Linked DNA regions of Triticum aestivum: region 1 is linked to region 2. Evidence: chromatin contacts called from public Hi-C data. All regions are on one chromosome and are shown on one strand. The core of a region is the stretch at or near the end of the contact, and the rest is flanking DNA. Distances in the headings are between cores, read along the strand shown.

Region 1 (7,283 bases), core at 1,059-3,558, 780 kb after region 2:
GCTTTTTGTAATATCAAAGACAAGTTATGAGCACCTTTCATCGTGAAGATTATCCTTCTAGATTCATGTGGAATTTGGATGCCTAGTAATAACAAAGTTGTTGGTAGAGAAGAACCCTTGTTTTAGAAGTGGAAGCAAGTTTACAAGCACTAATGGTTATGGTAGCTCACATAGTAAAAACAGTATGTTGCCTCCTTAAAGGATTGGTTAGGATGTTTGTAACTATTTTTTTTTGTTTATTTCGTGTAGAAAGCTATTGTATTGTTTATTTTGTAAATGTATTTTAATTTGTATAGATAAAGGGAATTTGCAATGGGGCTTTGCCCTGCTATACAACTAAAAAACTCTTGGAGATATATGTTACATGGTGTTTGAGTTGAGCATAGGTAACTCTGAACTTTCTAAAAAAACAGACATCGAGATAACCAATCATTGGTTGGATGGTTAGGATGGTGTTACCCTATCCCACTAGAGATGAAACCACATGTTTAATGCTTGAAGCTATGCAACTCTAGTCTTTAGTAGGCGTTGCATGAGTACATGAGTGTGCATGAGCACCTACATTGTATTTGGTCGTTCCAATCGATCGTGATCAAACATGTAGTTGCATCATGGAGGAGGTACGAGATGGATCGATGCACCATGAGCGATGTACTCATCTCCTTCCCTAGTAGCCTCCAAAAAAATCTCTTTTGCTAGTCTTCTATGGATATATGAACCAAAGGTTACCTCCACTACCCTTCTCACCTACCATCTATGAGGGTAGTCTTTGTCATTTTTTGAAGGACTCCTAGCATATAGTATATAAACCCCCATGGGCAAGTGCATTGTGGAGGCTTGAAGCTTTAGTACCCTCCCCTTGACTATATTCAAGTTGGCCTTTGCTCTTTTCCGACACCCTGCCAACACTTTTACCCTTGGAGCCATGGCCGACTCACTGACACCACTATTTTATTCTCTCTTTCGTTTGACGAGGGCTTTATGGGAATATATCGACTGCAATAACAAAAATACATAGAGAAAAAGAGGCCATGATTGTATCGTGCATTAACAGACCATTTTGCATTTTCCTTTGTATAGTGACCAAAGTGAAGTAAGACGAGAAGCCTAATAAGCATGAACACATTTTACTTCTTCAATTACTATCAAGAGAAGTTTTTCGTCATACTTTGACACACTTGTTCACTAGAAAGCCAAGATACATGATGCTTGGACTTAACAAACTGGGTAAATGATGTGTCCTCAACAAAACACCAAGAAGTAGTGTTACGATCAAGCATACAAAAATCATGGACTCTAATAAATGCCACGCATGTGGCACGAACACATGGCAACCCCGAACGGTTTTGTGACACGAGGATGGCAACTTTCTTTTCAGATGGCAAGTTTTAGTTTTTTTTTCTTTTTTTCTTTTCGAATGACAACTTTAGTTTAAAAAAGTCAGGGCGGGATTGCTTCGTGTCACATGTGTGTGTGAGACTTATCATCTGAAAAAATCACAGGTATACAAAAAAAAGGAACATAACAATTACCAAAAAAGAAAATAACCCAAAAGTTAATCCGATGAAAGCATAAGGACGTAAACAGCACATGCTAATTTTCCTGTGGTTTTCTTATACGGACGTTTTTGTCTCTCACCAAGTTGCTTTCAGCATTTCCCCCAGTAAAGTTTGTTTTATCTTTTTCTTGACCCATGCTAGAACTCTTACTTCATAACCATGTCCGGCTCACCGGCACCTATATTTCTTTTCTCTTTTTTTTTGAGGGATATATTTCTTTTCTCTTTTTTTAGGGATATATTTCTTTTCTCTTTGGTTTGACATCGGCTTTATGAAAACGTATCAACCACAACAAATAACATTAAACAAACCCAAAACGAGTCAGTCATTGAATCGTGCCTTAACAGCCTACATGCTCCACTTTATACTTAATGTGGTGACCAAAGCGAGTAAGACAAGAAGCTCAATCACCACAGACGCATTCCACTTCCCCAATTGACATCCGCACAACCCCTTAACCATACCTCGCCACACATCTTCACCAGAAAGCCAAAGACATCCCCCAACCTAACAAAGTAACAAAGCCGTGCAAACGAGCTGTCCTCAACAGACCCAGCCTCATCGTCGCCAAACAGCACGTCAAACGGGAAAGGAAACGATGCGGCACCGGCCCCCGTCCCGACGGCTGGCTCCACGCCGCCCCTCTCCCTCTCCCTATCGGAGTGGGCGCGCCTCCAAACCGAACGGGGCCAAGCGATTTTCTTTTCTCGTTTTATATAAACGGATAAACAGAAGCAAGCCCGGAAATCTAGTTAAACAAAGAGAGAAATAAATCTCGGGTATAAATTCCGAAAGCGGAGGCCACCGGTGGCCTTCTCTCTCCTGACTGCCCAGCTACCGCCGCCCCCCTCCCTCCCCTCTGTCCTCGAGCTTCGCCTTGGATCGCAGCGCAGCGCAGCGCAGCTGGACTCCTCCCCTCGGCCGCGTCCCCCCTCGTCCTGCGCGCGCGTGAGCGAGTGAGCTCCCTCCCTCCCTTCCCCCATCCCCATGCCCCCGCTCTCCTCCTCCTCCCCTACTTTCTTGCTGGATCGGGGGCGCTTGAAGATCTCGCCTTTCTCGCGCAAAAGATCCCCTCTCCTCCTGGGAGAGATCTGCCGTGAGGAGGCGGCAGGGGCGGATGAAGGAGGCCGTGCCCCTCTCTGTTCCGCTGAGCGCTCCTGCCGCCCCCACGCTCTAGCGCCGCGCTGGGAGTTAGCAGCCTTCTTTCTTTTCTTGGAGTGGATTGGTAGTGTTCTTGGTTCGGGATCTTGGTGAGTCTGGAGCTTTTGCTCGCCGAATCGCGAAGCTGCGCTGTTCTCGTGGTAGACTTGTTCCCCGCTGTAAAACCTGGCGGCTAGACGGATCTACTCGATTTGGAGTTGGGTTGCTTTACAGATTTGGAGTACTTTTTGGTGGAAAAGAATTGGCTCGGCCGTTTGGTTTTGTATAGGTCTAGTCAGTTCCTCTTGTAAATTGATTGATGCTCGGCAGTAATGGTGCTACTGTTCATTTATTCACAACCCTCTCAGTTCGAGCTATGAACCCAACTTTGTTAAAGCCTTGACTTGAGTAGTTGTGCTGTCGTGTTCATATTTTTACCCACCTCTCTGTGCGGCAATATGCATGCTTCATGCCATCCGAACAATTCCATCGTTTGGGCAAAAAGTTTCAACTTGTTTTGGAGAACGAAAGTAATGCCCCGGACAACGTTGTATCACGTGGTTCTAGTGCCGTTCTTTTGCTTCCAAGCAACTTTTTTCAGATAAAATTTGTTACTTGACGATTGAGACCATGCTAGTTTGCGTCGTATGAATTCTCCATGGAACTTAATTTCCTATGTGGTCATTTTCGCATAATATTTGGCAAGTGTCTTTTTGTACATAGTCCTCGTCGCTTGCCAAATTATGACTCTAATATCTATTTTGAGTGTCACCATCTCACCATGTCATACTAAAGAACGCAATTCATCAGTGCTCAAGCTGACTCATATTCTGTTTTTTGTGACACAGACATCTCAAATGGACTTTTTTACTGAGTATGGTGAGGGAAACAGATACAAGATAGAAGAGGTTATAGGAAAAGGGAGTTACGGCGTGGTCTGCTCTGCTTTGGATACTCACACCGGTGAGAAAGTTGCTATCAAGAAGATAAACGACATCTTTGAACATGTGTCTGATGCGACACGGATACTCCGCGAGATCAAGTTGCTTAGGCTCCTAAGACATCCCGATATCGTGGAAATAAAACATATTCTACTTCCTCCATCGAGGAGAGAGTTCAAGGACATATACGTTGTTTTCGAACTCATGGAGTCTGATTTGCACCAAGTTATAAAGGCGAATGATGACTTGACTCCAGAACATTATCAGTTTTTCTTGTATCAGTTGCTCCGAGGATTGAAATACATACATACAGGTAACCGATTTATTTTCGCATCAAAGATGCCTCTTTTGCATATTCCAACAGCTGGATGTCAGGTGTCTCAATTTACTAATAATTGTAGCAGCCATAAATGGTCAATGTGTTTAAAAGTGATACACATGTAAGTAGATAACAATGCCATGTCAAATTCGAAACTATATTTCTAGTATCCGGCGACGATGTATTGGTCGTGTTGGTATTTGTGAAAACCTTTAAAACCAATGGTATGTTCCACAAACTTTGTAGTCACGAGAGCAATATGGACCTGTGTAGTGCTTTGATACAGGTCACACAGTTCGCTATAGTGCCCGGAGAACTCTGGAAATCCAGATCTTATTTGTGATTTGTTGAATTTGTGCTAGCTTGTCACAGCCTGAGTTGTGTGTTCTAGTCTAATCACCTAGTAACTGATCAATGCTGTGATGAAAAGTTACTGTTAATCATTTGAGTAGCTACAATCTGGACGTGCTCCCAAAGCTTCTTGTGATGCTACAACAGAACTGTGGTCCTAGTGAGGATGCTATTGGTGCTGCTCTTTGTGCCAAAAGTCAGCGACTAGATAGGCATACTAATCTTGTGAAGCACTGTTTGAGGCTAGAGAACTTCTGTTTAAACTTTTTTTATAAATATAAATAACTTATTTGTGATCAAGTAGTTATTTTCAGTTCTCTTTTTTGGCATGCTAAGAAATAATATTTTGCTGGTATAATAACAATGAAAAACGCATGCGTCATCTCTCCATTCAAAGAGCAATACTGTAGAAATCCCTTTTTTTCAGATTATTTAAACAGATGAGTATTAATACTTTTGCTATAGATACAAATGTGGCATTATGAGTTGATTGGCAATAATATAAAACAAGACTCATAGAAAAATCATTTTGGCTGATGCATCTTCCAATAGCTTCTTGCAGCAAATGTATTTCATCGAGATCTCAAACCAAAGAATATCTTGGCTAATGCTGATTGTAAGCTCAAAATATGTGATTTCGGTCTCGCAAGGGTAGCTATAAGTGATACTCCAACCGCAATATTTTGGACGGTATTGCAATTTCCCCCTACCATGCTGACCATTTCTTTTGGCTACTCAATATCAATAACAGCAGCTAATTTCTTATCCTGTTTTAGGATTATATCGCAACAAGGTGGTACCGAGCACCTGAGCTATGTGGATCTTTTTTCTCCAAGGTCTGTATATGTTAAATTTCATATGAGTCATGGTATCGACAGTATTTTTTTTATTTTTCCCTCATATGAATCTGATTTACTTCGTTTACTGTTTAAGGCTTTAAGGGTTCTGCAACTTTGTGACAGCAAAGCAAAGTAACATCCCCCTGGCATTTCCTTAGTAGTTCTTTTCCTATTTCATAACAGGTTGTGTTCTAATATATACTCCCTCCGTTCCAAAATAGATGACTCAACTTAGTACAAAGTTAGTACAAAGTTGAGTCATCTATTTTGGAACGGAGGGAGTATTAGCTATGGGAAACAATGCCAATCAGCCAGCATGGTTAAAAAATAAATGGTTAAGAACACATTCCAACATCTGGCACAGTTCATGTTTTTTTGTCTTCCACCCTAAACGGATCAAATATTTTTTAATTTGCATATTGTTTTTATGTTCAGGGTAATCATACTGCTTCAATGTCATTCAGGAACGACCTTGTTTTCTGTATTTCTTTTCGCAAACCGAATGATTAAGCTGTCAAAGGAATAAGGGCACCTCTAGTTGTAACTCAAGTACTCTATGTCTAGGTTTGATTAATCCAGCTAAACATATTCTGGAATATCTTGAGCGATGTATAACATTATGTTCTTCAAAATGTTGCAGTATACACCAGCAATAGATATATGGAGTATTGGATGTATATTTGCGGAACTTCTAACTGGCAAACCTCTTTTTCCTGGGAAAAATGTGGTGCATCAACTTGATATAATCACAGACCTCCTCGGAACGCCTGCTCCAGAAACAATTGCTAGGGTCAGTATTGTTGGCATAAAACAGCGTGTTGTTTCCAATACAATCCTCTGATGTTTGTAGCTATCCTACAGATTCGAAATGAGAAGGCCAGGCGCTACTTGAGCAGTATGAGGCGGAAAAAGCCTGTACCGTTTACGCAGAAGTTTCCGAATGCAGATCCACTTGCATTAAATTTGTTAGAGAGAATGCTAGCATTTGATCCAAAAGACCGGCCAAGTGCTGAAGAGGTAGTTTGTTTTAGTACCATGCCTGCCAGCAATTTTTCCTGTGTTTCTTCTTTCCTTATAACCTTGAATACCATTAGCTAATGTATTAGGCATGTTGACAGGCTCTTGCTGATCTTTATTTCAAGAACATAGCTAGTGTGGATAGGGAGCCTTCTGCACAGCCCATTACTAAGCTTGAATTCGAGTTTGAGAGACGAAGAATTACGAAGGACGACATAAGGGAACTCATATACAGAGAAATTCTGGAATATCATCCAAACATGCTGAGGGAATTCCTTGAGGGGGCAGAGCCAACTAATTTCATGTACCCAAGGTGCGAAGTTCTCTTTCATCAATACTTTAGCATTCTTCATTGAAATGGAGTGCCTAGTTTAATTCCAGAGACAATGTAGTGACATTATTCTTGTCGACCACTAATGTCTCTGAATTTCAGAGACAATGTAGTTCTATCTGAATTTCTACAATTTTTTTGTGCCACTAATGTCTGTGCAGGTTCATGAATAAATATTAAGTGTTTATACACACACGATTATGGTTATTTTTCTACTCTTTTGGTGATGGTGATATTGATAAATAAAGCATCCGGAAATTGTTTTTGTTTATTGTTGATTAGGTAGTGCATACCTATTCTATGTGTTCTTATTTGTTGCTTGGAGTCAGTCAGGCACTGCATAAGATACTGACCAGTTCATCGAACGAACATTGTTTCCTCTATTTGGATTTCAGTGCAGTAGATCATTTCAAAAAACAATTCACATTCCTTGAAGAGCATTATGCAAAGGGATCAACAGCAGCACCGCCTGAGAGGCAACATAATTCATTACCAAGGTAAGATATTGACTTTGCTTTAACATGGTATATGGATGGACTGATGTCACTTCTAGCCACAAATTGGACGTGTGGTTCTTGACTATCTATTTTTCTGTTGACAGGCCGAGTGTTATCTATTCGGATAACCGACCACAGGGTTCAGATAGCCGGCCACAGGGTGCAGCCAACATTACGGATGATCTTTCCAGGTGTATAATCAGAGATAATACACAAAAGCCACGCAGAGATCCTGCTTCAGTTGGTGCAAACAGAGTTCCTCAAGGTAAGCACCTGGGTTGTCCAATAC
Region 2 (6,513 bases), core at 3,404-5,903:
CGTTCCCTCTCAGAACCAAGCGCCTTCTTGAGGGAAGCTCCGGTTTGCAAGAAGATTACACCAAAGGTTGTCCCAATTCGGCCAAAAAATTTACTGCAGCATGTTGGTGCCATGTCATGACACCATGCCAAGTTTCATAATTTTCAGCCGTGTTTTGGATTTACAGGAATTAAAAACCAAGTTTCTCAATCATTCCGGCCGAGCCACGACGCCCAGATGTTTGAATTTCATTCCCATTTCTTGCATGAGACCTATAAATTCACCCAAAGACACACATGTGATTTTTCAACAAACTTTGGTGCATTGGAGCATGTGCTTGTAGTTCAAATTTGAATTATGCACATTAAATGCCCAGAAACTCAATTAATGCATAAAATGCCAAACGAACCCGGAATAATTTCAAATTTAAACACGACACTCATGTACTAGTTGCATGTTCACTGTACGTAAATGTTCTAGCAATTCAAACACCACCCTTTCCCTCCGTAACACCATTTTGTCTTTCAAAACATAATGAAAAAATCAGGTATACCACAAACAGTTTACTAGAAAGAATCGTGTGGGATGCGATATAAAATATCTTGGCGCACCGTATTGTCTGGCTTACGCAGGAAGCTTCGTCGTCTACAGTCCACCGCCCCCGCTTGAACCACACTTGCGCGCCAGTTTCTCGCGGCACCGAGCGAATTTTTTTTGCCACCGCGGAAATATCTATCTCCCCGCCCCCTCCCTCCTACCAAAAGCCACATTTCGACTGTTCCTCCTTGCTTTCCAAGTTCAAACCTTCATTGGTGCTTACTGGCAGCTCAGCCTCCTCGCCGGCGACCCTTCTTCTTGCAGTGCGCCTCCTCGCCGGCTACCCTTCTTCTTGCAACGCCGCTTCCTTGCCGGTGACCCTTCTTCTTGCAGTGCCGCCTCCTCGCCGACGACTCTTCTTCTTGCTGCGCGGCCTCCTCGCCGCCGACCCTTCTTCTTGCTGCGCGGTCTCGTCGATATGGTCAGGTAATCCACACCCCACCCACACCATCCTCCTCCTTTCCCGTCCCACATGCCCCGACCGACGGAGCGACACCTTCCACCGAAATCACTGCCCCCCTCCTCCAATTAAGCGCCGCCCACATCCATTTTGGACGCAGTATAACGTGGAGCTCAGTAGCATGCGGCCGCACGCGCGAATGAGGTCTCTATGGCTGCCATGCGTGTCGACCGCCAGATCTTAGAGGAGCACCTCGTCTTCGAGGCCACCGTCGACACCGCCACGCGGTTGTCTACTTTAAAATACAGTTCATGATGTTTTCTCAAGGCTACCGCTAGTGCCTTCTAGTGATTTGTCCTCTGTAATGTTAATATGCAATCTGATGTTCAGTTAACAGTTTGGTCCTCTGAAATGTAATGTTTAGTTAACACTTTGGTCCAACAATTTCTACATTTCGTAGTACTGTTCTCAAGCATTCTTTGTTTTGTTAACTGTCTTATCTTCTAGTACACGTTTCTATTCTACAATGCCGTGCTCAGTTAACTATTTTGGTTCATTTGGTCTGCTGTCCATTTAACTGTTTGGTTCAGTTCTGCAATTTGATTTTCATTTGCTGTGGGTACAATTTTGTATTGTTATGCATGTGACACCAATCGAATTTGGCTGTACTCAATACATATTCTACTGATAGTATGGCAACTCTCAGTTAACCTGATCAAGATCTTCCTTATGTGTGTTGCAGGGAAACAATGGGAGACACTGCGGTTTACCATCGAGGTTTGTTCAAGCAGGGTCCTTTGGCTAATAGCACATTATTGTGCAGTTGCAGGAATCATTCTAATATTTAGGTTTTTTACAATTTGGTCTTGCACATGTAGGTCCTGCTGTCAGAGGCTTAGACCCACTGTTCGACCCATTTTGCATATGGGGAAATGAGATGTCCATGAATATCAGTCAAGTCAAGAAACTCAGAAAGATTATTAGGATAAATAAACTTGCGACGAATAACAGCAAGATCTTTGTTTGTATAATGAAGAAGACATCAGTCAACTATAGGATGGTACCAACTCTTTTACCTTGTTTTTACCCCTTGCGCCATTTCAAAATTTACAACAGCGATTTATGCATAGCTTTGTTTTCAGTACTTTTCAAGTCCACCGATGATTACCTCTCAAACCACCTGCATGGTCAAGAGGCGAGGAAGGTATTCATTAACACCCACAGTACAATATTGAAGTCTTGCTGAAGAGGACGAAGGTTGGGCGGGCAATTATCCATAGCCACTGGCCTAAAGTTGCAAGGACATTCAACATCACTGAAGGCTCAATATTTGCCTTCCGCTTCTGCAGTTTCCCAGATGAGATTCATCTGTCTATTTACCGTGTATGATGCTACTTTCCAAAGGTTTTTGATGCTGCATGTGAAACTTGCTGTTGTTGTGTAATGGCGTAACTGAGTGCCGAAGCTATCTGATGTAATTCGATTATGAAATCCTAGTTGCTTTTATACGGATATGAAATATCTGGCGTGTTTTATAAGAAATATCAGTTTGATTAGTACATGGATTATCAATAATAGGCTAATTATCCTGCTTATTGGGGTTTTCTATTGCAGACGGTTACTCAGATAACACCGTGGGCGAAGAACTCAAACAACCCGCACGGTTTCTAGAAAGTAGGCATGTTCGATCAACTAACAATCACACATGGCTTCCGGCAGCGAATTGTTTGTGTTAGGCCACCTTGCACAAACGTTTCCACACAAAGAACTGTGTGTGATATACATACCTACGAAAATGTTTTTCTAGGATTCACCGTGTGGGATATACATACCTACGGAAATGATTTTCTGGGATTCACCGTGTGGGATGTACATACCTACGGAAATGATTTTCTGGGATTCACCGTGTGGGATGTACATACCTATGGAAATGATTTTATGGGATTCACCGTGTGGGATGTACATACCTGCGGAAATGATTGGGTTTCGATGCCTCGCCCGATCGCATACGGCCCCAGCCTGGGTCCCAGGAGGGCCTATCCCCGACGATTTTTGGGTCGTGTGGGAAGGACCCCCCTATCGCCCACACTCACTTGGCGATGGTTCCAAATGCCGTCGCGGAAAGGGGTTAAAAACCGTTTGTTTAGCACGTCGCTGTACCAGTGAATGGCTGGAATTTTACTGGCTGAAATGTTAGGAGAAACACATCTAACCTAGACACCGCGAGCGAGAGAAAGGAGAGATGTCAACCTGGCCACCAACATCACCCGGGTTCTTTCGCCTCCGTCGGCTGCTCCGGCAGCGGGGGGAGGGAGGGGAACCTCGTGATCTTGTCCCGCATCCATCTAGCAATCTAGGTTTTCTTAATTAGGGTCTTTGGTTGTCCATGGCTTTAGCTCTGACGATGGCAATGGCGGCGAAGAATAAGGTTCCTCCCGATCCTCCTCGAGTGCGAGGGATCTCACTATTGTTGGTATTTGATCTGGGACATAGTGTCCGCTTCGTCTGGATTCTTTCATGTTTGGGGAGGGGTGCTTTGTGTGTATTGTTCATGGCACTGGGTTGAAGACGTGGAGTTCAGTTGTGTAGGTGTGTCTTCGACAGATCTTGTTGGATTTGGTTAGTTTTGGTCTTTAGTGGATCTTCTTGAATCCGGTCAACGCTCATAATCTTTGGAGTATTTGTAGGCCCTTCTCAACTTTTTTATCTGGAGCGATGATTTTCTATGCAGTTAGCAGCGTTTTCTGGTCTACAGCCTGACTTCCCGGACAATGCTTCTATGAACCTTTGGGTTTAAACAAGTGTGCTCCGTCGGCGGGACATAGTTGACAACGAGCTTTTCACATGGTGTGCCGCTAGTAGATGCGAAGAAGACTTGGGACACCCAAAGATTTGAATTATTTTATTTTTCTACAAGTGTGTGTTTTTAGGACATGTGATACTTAGTACTCCGTTAATAATTTTTAATAGTCATTTTTAACTTTATAAGCAAAAAATATCAACATGCAAAACACCAAAAAATAAAAATAAAATACATTTTATGATTAGGTTTAACCAATTTTAATTTATGGATATTGATATATTTCACTATAAATTTGATTAAAGTTTGAAAATGTTTAATTTTTCGAAAAACTATACTCTCTCCATTCCATTACAATCTGCATTATAAATGGGTTGGTTCGACCTAGCCTGGGTTATAGGGGCCAGGCACGACCCACGCAGGCATGCTAAGTACACAGGTCGTGCCGTGTCGGCACGAGTGCTGCCCTTCCTGGCGCGAGCACGGTCCCCTCTTACACAGATCGGCACGGGTGACCCGTTTAGCCCGCTGGTCCGCGTAGAATTCAGCCTATAGGGCTGCTTTGGACCTATATTCAACCTATCAGGATGTATAAATAAAATAAAGGAATAATTAAACGGCCGTGTTGTGCCTGCACTCATGCCCACCTCACGGCCCTAGGCGCGCCACATGCCAGGCGCACGCCCTGATTATAAAGTGTCGGGCCAGGCCCACAACGGGCCAGGCACACGGGCTATGGGGCCGGCACGCTAGGTTTGTTTTTATGTACTACTAAAAAAACCTGCCTAAAACCTTCCAAAAAAAAATCTCCTACCTAAAACCTTTCCTAGAAAAGGGCAAAAAGGTCAACCGCCGCCGGCTACTGCTGCTGCGAACACAGGCTTTTTCCCAGCCCCACGGTTGGGGGGTCGCTTGCATCACACCCACGCCGCCTCCGAAAAGCGCCGCAAATCCGTCCCAGCTGCGCGGCTTCCATGGCTGCCGCGGCGGCTGCAGGGGACTCCGGCGAGCAGCCGCTGCTCCACCTCAAGCTCGCCTTCCTCGCCCTGGAGCCCCCCGCCTGCGTCCTCACCCTCGCCAGGTACATCCCACACCACACTAATCCCTTTTGTGGGTAGCACATATCAAACTTCCTGCGCCACCTATGCGTTAGTAATCGGATCCTCGATTGGCGATTGCCGCTGCTGGTTCAGTGGCTTGCTGCTCCTAATTCGGCCGTTTTGGCGCATACGCCATGCTCTGCTTCTGTGCAGTAGGCTAGTAGCAGAGGTAAGATTATACGGCAAACACATTACACATGTAACAGTGTGGGTTGATGCTCAGGAGAATGCATGTCAGAAAGCTTTTCTGGCATGTTTTTCTTTGTCGATTTCTTTTTAATCTCTTGTTACTGTTTGTATGATTTTTCTTCTGTAACACACATTTAGTTGTATGGTTTCGGGGTTCTACCGAAATACTAGCTCTCTAGAACACGGTCGATTGAAATAGCTAACAAGGATATCCATGATCAGCACCTGTTAAATTTCACACAAAGATACGAAAATGCGTCGAGGGATTCATATGGATTTAAATGTACAAATAAGTTCAAACGAGACATAGTACTTCATTTTCCTTTTTGAGTTTTTGTTTTAAAAAGTATGGTGATATTTATTTATATTTTCATATTTGGTTTATGCAGAAAGGCTGGTGGAGGTTCTGTCACGCCACATGTTCAAAATTTTATTTTGGAGAACTGTGTTGGCACTAATGTAAAATACCTTTCACTATTTCATATCACAAAACTTATGCACTAAAATAACCATGATATACATTAAAATTCTATATGAAAAAATAGAATTGAAATTTAATGCAGTTGAGGCTGCACTACAGTGATGCGCTGTAATAGTTTTCTTGTTATTGGTCAGTTTTTCTTCCTGTTGCTGGTCTAAAGCATTGTGTACTCACACAGGTAGGGGGAGGTCCAGATTGTACATATGTGAAAACTATTCTTAAAAAGGTTATAGCTGAGGCGGAATTATCGTCAGATATTGTGATTGATGAACTCTATGAGGAATTTGGCCGTTGTATGTCGTCAAGGGCAGTATGTGGACCTCATTTTGTAGTGCATCTCAATAATCGAGTATTGACATGATGTACTGAAGTAGTCCATTTTGCGGTTTGTGCGCAGAATAACCCAGAGCTTAGCCTGGCCAAGATCTACAAGGAGATATCTTTTCTTTCTCCTGCATGTGAGTTATTAATTTTGAACATTTCTCTTACAAATTTGCACAGGTAATTAATTATAACAATTTATTTATTTATGTAGATGAGAATGTATCCTCGAATCCAGTAAGTTTGGTTGCTCGATTATTATGTTCTACTAACATGCTCGAAGGGGATACAGGGTACAATGGCTCTAAATCTTGAAATACATGTATTCATATATTCTGTTAAGCTACTTCCATATTATATGATTCATTCAGGTCAGCGGGCATTTTTATTCTTGCAGGTGCTGTCTTTGGCCATCAAGTTTATTCTTATCTGAGTTTATTCTTTCATTCCCAGAACTTTTCGCCAAAAAATGCTGCTTTGAGGTAAAATTGTTGTAGCTGTGACTTTGAATAAGATTTACATAAATAATTTAAACTCAAGCGTATTTATGGAACATGTTATGCTCTTGCATACTGGCCTTGCATTCTATTTTCTGCCATCATATAGCATTTTAGATACATTCACTGATATGCATATTATGCAGAGG

Evidence for each region. Hi-C and Micro-C count contacts between places; a contact is called where the count stands out from the background.
Region 1: a contact with region 2 is called in a Hi-C map of leaf, with 4 times the contacts expected there. The contact joins the promoter of LOC100137006 here to the promoter of LOC123180397 in region 2. A contact is called at or near these places in 2 of 5 Hi-C or Micro-C datasets (both in leaf).

What each region holds. Positions count from the first base shown.
Region 1 is chr1D:76,864,627-76,871,909 of IWGSC CS RefSeq v2.1, forward strand. It overlaps LOC100137006 (mitogen-activated protein kinase 14), which reads left to right and starts at 2,309. Exons shown (of 10, transcript XM_044592445.1): 1 at 2,309-2,515; 2 at 3,548-3,953; 3 at 4,873-5,000; 4 at 5,087-5,146; 5 at 5,790-5,939; 6 at 6,011-6,166; 7 at 6,268-6,479; 8 at 6,893-6,994; 9 at 7,099-7,259. The coding sequence starts at 3,557.
Region 2 is chr1D:76,086,489-76,093,001 of IWGSC CS RefSeq v2.1, forward strand. LOC123180397 (putative uncharacterized protein DDB_G0277003) reads left to right here and starts at 4,654. Exons shown (of 10, transcript XM_044592442.1): 1 at 4,654-4,857; 2 at 5,455-5,524; 3 at 5,725-5,856; 4 at 5,944-6,004; 5 at 6,082-6,160; 6 at 6,265-6,349. The coding sequence starts at 4,751.